3 separate regions of the Mus musculus genome follow, and regions 1 and 3 are each linked to region 2. Evidence: chromatin contacts called from public HiChIP or PLAC-seq and Micro-C data. All regions are on one chromosome and are shown on one strand. The core of a region is the stretch at or near the end of the contact, and the rest is flanking DNA. Distances in the headings are between cores, read along the strand shown. Region 1 has its middle 48 kb from the start of Gm32622. Region 2 has its middle 120 kb from the start of Slc4a3. Region 3 has its middle 130 kb from the start of Gm32622.

Region 1 (2,944 bases), core at 11-2,510, 230 kb before region 2:
TTTGTTTCAGAAGCTCTAGGAATAGAGAACCAACATTTCAAGATTCATTCCCATAATTTGTCCCCTTGATTTTCATAAGGACCTGCCAGGTCTGGTATTTTGACTAGTAAATAGGATTTGTGCTCTTCTTGCAGCCCCCTGCTCAGTCCAGGTTCTAACAGGGACCTCCTCTAAAAAAAGGCGCGGGGGGGGGGGGGGTGGATATCCTAGCGTTTTTTAGAAGAAGAAAGTGTTTAAGACTAAGGGTGGAAAGAAACAGGCTTCCGGAATTCTGAAGAAACTCCAGGAAAGCAACAAAATAACAGAAGCATCGCGAGTTTATAGGGGGAGCTAACTAGCAGCAGCTTCGCTGAGCTTGGTGTTTCTACCACTGTGGATGTTAAATCTCTCAGCATCACACACTCCTACCCGCCTCTCTCTGTGTGTGTCTCTCTCTGTCTCTGTGTCTCTGTGTGTCCCTCCCTCCCTCCCTCCCTCCTCCCTCTTCTCCCTCTTCTCTCTCTCTCTCTCTCTCTCTCTCTCTCTCTCTCTCTCTCTCTCTCCCCCCCCCTCCTAGAGGGTTTCTTACCCCCATTTGCTTCCAGAATGCGCCATGAGTACCTTTGGGTCAGTATTCTCTAAGGGGGTTTCAGGATTAGCCAGGGAGCCAGAATCAGTACTTCTGATCCCCAGACATCCTTGGTAGCACTCGCCCTGAACTCAATAACTCATCATAACTCTCTTGGCAGCCGGAAAACAAATGTTAAAGGTGCCTTTCGGCTCCCCTAGGCCTTCCCTGGACTGAAGCTCATTTGCAATGCAAAGCAGCAAGAAAGAGACCGTTCTTTAAGCACTAAAGATGTGTGCCAATTTCCCCAGACAATAGGAAATGGCAACTGATGGTTTGCTTTTTTTAAGATGATTCCCATGAACAGTACAGAAGTAAAAGGTATGGGTAAAGAAGCCCCCTCTAAAAACATGATCTCCTTTCTCCTGCGCAAGCTGCTGAGAATGCCAACACCCTCGGGCTACAGGAGAAACTAGAAGAATTTCTTTTGCTCTAAATTAAAAGACAATGGAGCTACACCTCAAGGTGATTTCTGCCTTGAAACTCTTCCCCAAACACGGTGTTTCACAATTACAATGAGATTAACAAAAGAAGGATTTTTCTTTAAGCCAGGTTTAAACTGGGAGTTTAAAGGAAACACAGACACCCTGCTGGTCAGTTTGGCCAGGAGGTTGCTGCAAAAAACAAATAAGGAAACACGCATTAGAACTGTCTAGGATTTTCAACGGGAAGTTTACTTGTAGCAGCAGTGTGAAACCTTATTTCCTGCCCTGATGCTCAGGGGGATTCTCTGCCTCACTACAAGAGTCCCAAAAGTTCTTCTGGCACAGACAGGGTTGAGCCCCACCTCGCCCACCGCACCCCTCACCACACCCCAGAGTTCATGGAAACACTCTCAAACTGCTTCTACCTTGAAGTGTTGTGACTTGGGGGAAACACTAATGTACCTTGGCCCTGTGGGCCCCCCATGCTCTCCAATAACAAATCACCAATCCTTCTAATGCCTATCTAAGGCTGTGGGACTTCTATCTTCTTCAGTTGGCTGATGGGCAACCAAGAGCTGGGTGAGTCCCATTCCAATTCTCAGTTCCTACCACAGATCTTGGGTACTAAGAGGCAGTTGATGTATGCTGATTAAATCAATGCTGGGAGTATGACACCCCATAGGTTTCTCGCTTCTCCAAGGTCCCAACCACTTGGTAACAGAATCAACCTGTCTGCATGCTCTTAGCTCCATGTTTTTCTTCTCGAAGACTGGAAATGTATAAAAATGACTGGCTTCCTTTTGTTAAATAGCTATTATGTGCCCTGTCCCTCCCCTGGTATTTATGCATATACTGTTAATTTAGTGTTAGTTATTGTTGAGTTCAGGGTGTAAGCTGAGAAAACTCACTTCAGATACAGAAGCTTTAAAATGAAAACTTTATTTTCTGAGCACTCAAGGTGAAGGCCTATTCAGGGATCAGAACCTCATCCCCAAAGGGAGATTGTACAACATTTTAAAAGGATGGGAACACAAAGCAAAGGGAGTCTGGGAGGAGCTGCAATGTTGTCCAATTGTATTTTGACATTCCAGGTTAAGCAAGGAAGTACCCACTGGAGAGTGACCCATATCCAGGATGACCGGTTTCAAGGCCCTTGGTTCATTCTCCTAGATGTTAGGTCTGGAGCTCAGAGCAATACGAGTGATTCAGCTGCATGTAGTTAATTAGGGCATAACAGGCTACTGGTTATATATTTTTACAACTTATGCACCTTGTTTAGATAACAGCAATGTCTATATTCTTTACAGGTTAACACAAAATTAAGAAAACATTTGGAGAAATGGGATAGGTGTTGATTCCTACACCTGGGAACATGAACTTGTTGACCCTGCCAGCAAGACAGAGAAATTGTCCTTGAGATGGCTGGAGTCAGACATCTGTCTCCTTACAAGGTGTCCCTGAGATATCTGGACTCAGACAACTGTTTGCAATAGAAGCTGTTCAGCTATAGGGAAGTGCCCAGTTCTCCTAGGGCCTGGGACCTTCAACTTAGTTTCTTTCTATAATTAAATGGAATCTGGAAATGAAATGGTAATATTTAGAATAAGTTCCTTTTATTTGTTTCCAACAGTTATGTGTCTAGTTTATAAATACCGAGCCAATTCCTTGTTGTCCAAAGTCAAAGGACAAGCAAATGGGGGACAAAGCTGGGAGACAGATGTAAGCCTACCCGGAAGGCCCGCCTCCTCCTCCTTGCCCAACGATTGGCTTCTTGTCCTCTTTATTATCCAATCAATTAATTAGGGGGAAATTCTGCTACAGGACCCACATCTCCTGCCCTCCATTCTAGAATTGAAAGGTCCTGCACACAGCGGACTGTTCCTTCCCAGACCTGGGATTAGACACAAACCAC
Region 2 (2,917 bases), core at 54-2,553:
CTCTCTCTCTCTCCCTCTCCCTCTCCCTCTCCCTCTCCCCCTCCCCCTCCCCTTTCCCCTCCCTCTCCCTCTTTCTCTCTGAAATTCCAGCTCCCCCAGTTCCCTCCTCCCCGGCCCCTCTACTCAGATCATAGTGGACAGAGCCAACGTGAACAGTTCTCCTCCAAACCTGTCCCTATTCAAAGCCTTTTTCATCCAAGTTGCTGGAAACTCAGCCCTTCCAGTTGTCCAAACCAAAACCCTCAGGGCCCATCCCTGACCCATTTCCTTCACACTCTCTGCTACTCCACCAGAGCATGCTCCTGGCTCTACCTCCACAGTAGAGCCAGAACACTGCACGATCTTACCACTTCCAGCAGAACCTCATCCTCCAAACCTTTCATTTTTCACTTTGATTATATTACCCTTCTCCCTTACTGTCTGCCCCTCCCCCTGCCCCCCCCCCGTAGTCTGAGTACCACCCACAATCTCCACCCCCACCTCCAGCTCATTCACCTCTGCAGGAGGACATAGCTTCCACAGGATGCATCTCAGTCTCATCAATCCTGCCTGCTTCTGCCACGAGGACCACAGGATGCCATTTGTCCCTGTCCTGATGAATGGATGTCATTGATGTAGACAATCTGTTTATTAGCAACTGTTACAGCCCAGCTAATCATTTCATTCCTAAATGACCAACTAACCTTCGCCTGAAATCCTTTTGACTAATTCAAGCCAGGTGTGATCCCCGTGACCTCCAGGTGAGCAGCAGGGTATCCAGTGTGCCACCCCAGAGTCATCCATCCCTCTGGCCTTCATGTCCTAACATCCCATTGATGTTTCCCTCCTCTGAAAAATCGCCAGTCACCCAACTCCACGCAGGTGCACACCTCCAATCTGCAGCTCCAGCAGCGGCTGCTGGTCTCCGTGCAGCTGTTTCTTTTCATGGGCCTCTTTTGTGCACTGACATCTCTGAAAGGCGGGGTGGGGAGCATATCGAATTTCAAGAGATGAACCAGCTGGCTTAAGAGAGACACAGAAGACACAGTCGGTGGGACACTTTTCATGAGAACATATTTCCAGCAAGCTCAGTCCATCTGGGGTGCTGCACGGCGTTAATCTCGCCCCTGAGATATGGATTAAGAAGATTCTGCCCATAAAAGATGCCTGCTTTTCAAATATGCACCCCCTCCACCCCGCCCCGCCCCACCCCCAGCCTGGAATGTAGAGACAGCTTAGGAACTCCGAATCTCAACACTGTCACTAGAGCCTGCTCTCTGGTTTCAAATTCACTTCACTCTCTTTCTTGTTTGAGTCTTTATTTTTTCCAGGTGTGGAATTGGCTAAGTGGCCACAACATAGTCTTACTCAACAACATCGGGCTGACTGCCTAAGGACTCAGTCAGCTAAACTGCCACTGAGGCTAACACGTGACATTTTGACCCTACAATTGCCAAGATGGAGCTGTTTGTTTTTGTAGACGTGTTTGAAACATGTGGGGCAGGTATACAATTCCCACGTGAGCCAGTGTCTCTGGTTATTCTGATGTAAACACACTGCTTCCCACAGCTGGGCCAAGACAGTCCCTTCAAGTCCTGTCTTTTTGAGCAGCCTAAGCTCAGAGCTTTCCAAAATGGAACTTCATATGTCTCATATGTAGCAAAAAAAAAAAAAAACTCCTTTTAATGTGTGTTTGTGTGGAGTTTTAAGTGTATGTGTGTGCAGATGCATGTGGAGGTCAGAGGTCATCGCTGGTGTCATCCTCTATTGATATGGCTTTCCTTTATTGGTCTCCATCTTATTTTTAAAGATTTCTTTAGTTCCATTTTATGTGTACGGGTACTTTGTGTTATGATCTTGAATGTTGCATGGCTTCAAAAGGGACTACACGAGGCCAAATAGTTCCACATAAGGTTTATTGAAAGAGAGAGGGGCAAGGTGGTGGAGGAAAGAGAAGTGGGGAAGAGAGAGAGATGGGAGGGGGGCCTTTCTTTATATATGGGTGATGATATAATTACAGGTAAAGGTGGGAGGTGGGCCAAGTGGGTTCTGGGAATATTGTGGCTATTGCCTTGGCAACGGGTCTGCAGGTCCCGCCTATGTGATGTCATAGGTTTTGGAGGTCATGATACCAACACTTTGCCTCCTCCACACATCTGTGTGCACTGCCTGCATACCTGGTGCCTACAGAGACTCCTGGAACTGGTTATAAACCACCAGTTGGGTTCTGGGAACATATGCCTGGGTCTCTGCAAGAGTACCAAGTACTCTTAACTTCTGAGCCATCTCTCCAACCCCTCCACCTTATTTTTTGAGCTAGGGCTTCTCACTGACCCTGAAGCTCACGGATTTGGCTAGACTGGCTGGCTAGCAAGCAGTGGGGATAATATCTCTACGTCCCCAACACTGGGGCTGCAGGAGCTTGAATACCATACTCAGATTTTACTATGGATGCCAAGAATCCCCACTCACGTCATCACGCTTAAGCCAACAGCACTTTCCCAACAGCACCACCTCTGCAGCTGACATAGATGGCAAAAATCTCAAACCAACACGTCTTGGTGCCAGGAAAATAACCTATCCCAGAAGAAATTAAAGGAGCATCTCTACTTAGTAAGATTATTAACATAGTAGGAAAGAGATCATTTTGTTAATGATCATATATTCGGGCTTCCATCAATTAAGGCTTTGAAGCAAACAGCCACAGAGAGGATTCCTCACTGATGCTAATCGGTATGGCAAATGACATTCCAAGTTCTGTTTCTCTCCTGACCATAGGAACTGAAAGTAAAAACAATTTGTCAGCAGAGCATTTGATCTGAGCTCAGGGTGCCCTAGTTCCAAAGTGCACAGCCTTGAACACAAATGGGGCAATAGCTTTCACCTAGGAAGCTAAAAACAACAGCCCCCCCCCCCACCTGCTCTGTTGCCCAGCTAC
Region 3 (2,928 bases), core at 235-2,734, 140 kb before region 2:
GAGCTGTCAAGGAGAACGGTTAAACCATTTTAATTAGGACTGCTGTGACAGAGGAGAGAGATGTTAGGGGCACTCAGTGGAACTGAGTGTGAACCCAGCACATGTGAGCAGACTCTATAGCCAAGGAGAAGAGGAATGCAAGGTCCACGAGGAAGGGAAGTTCTGCTTAAACTAAGCTAACAAGATTCTTGTTGAGAGCAGACCAGGATGATGAGTGATCACCCTGGGGGTGGTGGGGTGGGAGATGAACAACCTTTATCTATGCCATCTTTACTAACAGACGTTGAGAGTGACCAGAAGTGGAGAGTAGGCAGGAGAAATCTGATCAAACTGAAGTGGTAAGATTCTTGACACAATCAGGCGATGCAGGGCAGGGAAGATGGTTAGTGCATTAAGGACCTAAGTTCAGGTGCTTGGCACCACATAAAAAGCTGCATATGGCAGCCCACGGCCCCAAGATGGAGGAGCCGAGACAAGTGGATCTCTGACACTCACTAGCCAACCAGTGAGCACCAGGTTCAGAAAGAGCCTTGATCTCCAAAAATACAGTGGAGAGCGATAGAGGAAGATGTCAGATACGAACCTCTGGTCCATGCACACATGTATACACATACACACACATGCCTCCCCACTCCACTCCTACCCCATACACATATAGGCAATGAATACAGCAATTCTTAGCTGGAAAAGCATTTGAAAAACACAACTAAAATTTGGTCAAGAAGAAAATCTTTTTTATTGTGGTTGTTTTCATTTATTGTTTTTTTCTTTTTATAAGAAAACGCTGTTGTTTGAAACCTGTTTGTTTATATTCTGTCCAGGCACAGAGATGTCCAACCTAAGTTTGAATATAAGTACAATTTTGATATAAGCGCACACACCTCATACACAACACACATACATACACACATACACCACATACACAACACAACACACACACACTTCATAATACACACACACATACACACAACACATACACACACAACACATACAACACACACACTTCATAATACACACATACACAACACAACACATACACATACAACATACACACAGGAGACTGAGAACCACACGAAGGTTTGCTACAAACTGCTCTCCCTCTGAGCTACATCCCAGATCCCCAGAGGATATTTTTAAACAACAGATAATTAGTATACCACTTACACAATGTATAACTTACTAGTTACAGTTGTCTCTGGTGGGTGAAGAAGTCAAAGAAGAAAATGATGTAAAACAAGGTAGGAAGGACAGAATAAAATGACAGAAATAAAATGAAGAAAAAAAAGTCAAGAAAAAAAAAACAGAATAAAGGAAGGAGAAAGACAACAAAAACAGAGAAAATAAACTCTCAGGACAATAGCCTGAGAGCTAGTGCCAGCCACTGGTCAAGATTAGAGGGCAGGGAACAGCCAACCCAAGGACAAGGCATGGGGGACACTGAGGTCTGCTAATGAGCCTTTGTTGCTTGGGCTGAATTCCTGAGCCACACTCCATCCTCTGACAAACCCTGATTTACATGCAAATGCAACAGCTCAGAGTATTTACTACTGGGTATGCATTCAAAAGCGGTTACTGCGCCTGCTTTTTCAGTCAGCTCTCTACCAAAAAATATAAAACTGAGATTCCAGCACATTTCATTCATCCCTATGATGAACTTGGGGGAAATATAAAAATCTCAGAAACTGTTGTAAGTGTTCATGTTTTGTGGTCTCATGTTGGAACTCATATAGAAAATAAGAAACCTGTCCAAGAAACATGCCCCTAAATATAGACTGGATCATTTAACCACAAGATAACCCTGCTTTTCATTATGTCCGCTTTCTAAGGGGGATGTATGTCAATATGTGTATAGGGGTGTATTTTTTAGATACTAACCAGTCTTACATAAAATTTTTAATCTGCTAAGATTTTTCCAGAACACCAAGCAACATATCAAGATACTTCGCTCCGTTAGTGATGTCCCCAGCTTTGCAACTGAAAACATGTGTTTTAGATAAGGAGAGAACGGGACTGTCCTGTGGCAGCATCTGTACCTAATCCCTGAGGATCAGGATCTGGTAAGCAGCAGTGGCTGGGCCACAGCTACCTCTGCAGGACTTGGTTAGGAAGGGGGAAGAGGGCAAAAAGCAGGAAGTTCTATTCCCTCCAACCAGGGAGCAGGGTCTAATGAAGGAGAGTTTCCACGTCTTCGTTTGTTCTTTAAAAGCTTTGTATCCGCTGCTGTTAACTTCTGCTTGACACTGTGGGATGAAGACATTGGGCTTTATTGCTCCTTGTTTTAAAGCGACCCTGTAGGAGTCTGTAAAGGAGGGCACACAAATGCAAGGTTATCTTCATGCTAGAACTGAAGCTCCCAGGAGAAGAAACATTCTAGGGTCTAGATGGCCATTTCTAGGTGCTAATGACACTCTGGGCTTCCTAGTCCTAGAAAGGAGTATGGTCAAATATTAGTTGCAAAGATAAATTCTAGACATCTTGGGAGGATAAAAGCCAGTAAGACATAGTTGCCATCCTCAAAGACTTCAAGTCAAATTGGGAAAATGGGAAAGACTGGAAGACTTAATTAACTAACAACACGGGGTTAGTTAATAAAACAACAACAAAAAGCAAGCCGTGAAGAAATGTGGTTTTAATTTCCAGATGAATGGCCCAGCTAATACCTCAAGAGAACGGATAGATGACTTCAAGCTGTGGTGGATATGAAAACGTTCATGAAGGAAGCCGGAATCAAACTGAGCCTCACACTCGAGTAGTAATAAGCAGAGCTCTGCGCAGCCACCACCAGCATCCTCTGCATTTCAGAGATGCACTTCCTTAGACAAGAGCAACAGTCCTCAGAGGGTTGCTACTGTTGCCTCCATTTTGCAGAAGAGACAACCTGATATTCATAAAGACTGTGTAATGCTGCCCAGAATCAGCTCACCCCGT

Evidence for each region. A called contact is a pair of places that touch in the nucleus more often than the background predicts. HiChIP or PLAC-seq counts read pairs in DNA pulled down with a chosen protein or histone mark.
Region 1: a contact with region 2 is called in a Micro-C map of embryonic stem cells. The contact joins two enhancer-like sites. A contact is called at or near these places in 4 of 484 Hi-C or Micro-C datasets (cerebral cortex, embryonic stem cells and liver), 2 of 115 datasets of contacts at active chromatin or transcription factors (fibro-adipogenic progenitors and neural progenitor cells) and 1 of 9 other capture datasets (embryonic stem cells).
Region 3: a contact with region 2 is called in an H3K4me3 HiChIP or PLAC-seq map of embryonic basal ganglia, with 2.8 times the contacts expected there. The contact joins two enhancer-like sites. A contact is called at or near these places in 1 of 15 datasets of contacts at CTCF or cohesin (embryonic stem cells), 16 of 484 Hi-C or Micro-C datasets (embryonic fibroblasts, embryonic stem cells, myocytes and 2 more) and 6 of 115 datasets of contacts at active chromatin or transcription factors (embryonic basal ganglia and embryonic stem cells).

The regions. Positions count from the first base shown.
Region 1 is chr1:75,886,872-75,889,815 of GRCm38.p6, reverse strand. No RefSeq gene overlaps it. Among named protein-coding and RNA genes, the nearest start is that of Gm32622, 48 kb to the left of the region's middle. Within about 2 kb of position 1,260, at least 11 of the 459 cell types and tissues checked have an H3K27ac peak or open chromatin away from gene starts, as enhancers often do. A contact at or near this core is called in embryonic stem cells, where this site is marked.
Region 2 is chr1:75,660,832-75,663,748 of GRCm38.p6, reverse strand. No RefSeq gene overlaps it. Among named protein-coding and RNA genes, the nearest start is that of Slc4a3, 120 kb to the right of the region's middle. RefSeq lists an enhancer at 495-2,917. Within about 2 kb of position 1,303, at least 35 of the 459 cell types and tissues checked have an H3K27ac peak or open chromatin away from gene starts, as enhancers often do. A contact at or near this core is called in embryonic basal ganglia and embryonic stem cells, where this site is marked.
Region 3 is chr1:75,803,222-75,806,149 of GRCm38.p6, reverse strand. No RefSeq gene overlaps it. Among named protein-coding and RNA genes, the nearest start is that of Gm32622, 130 kb to the left of the region's middle. RefSeq lists an enhancer at 813-2,928. Within about 2 kb of position 1,484, at least 11 of the 459 cell types and tissues checked have an H3K27ac peak or open chromatin away from gene starts, as enhancers often do. A contact at or near this core is called in embryonic basal ganglia and embryonic stem cells, where this site is marked.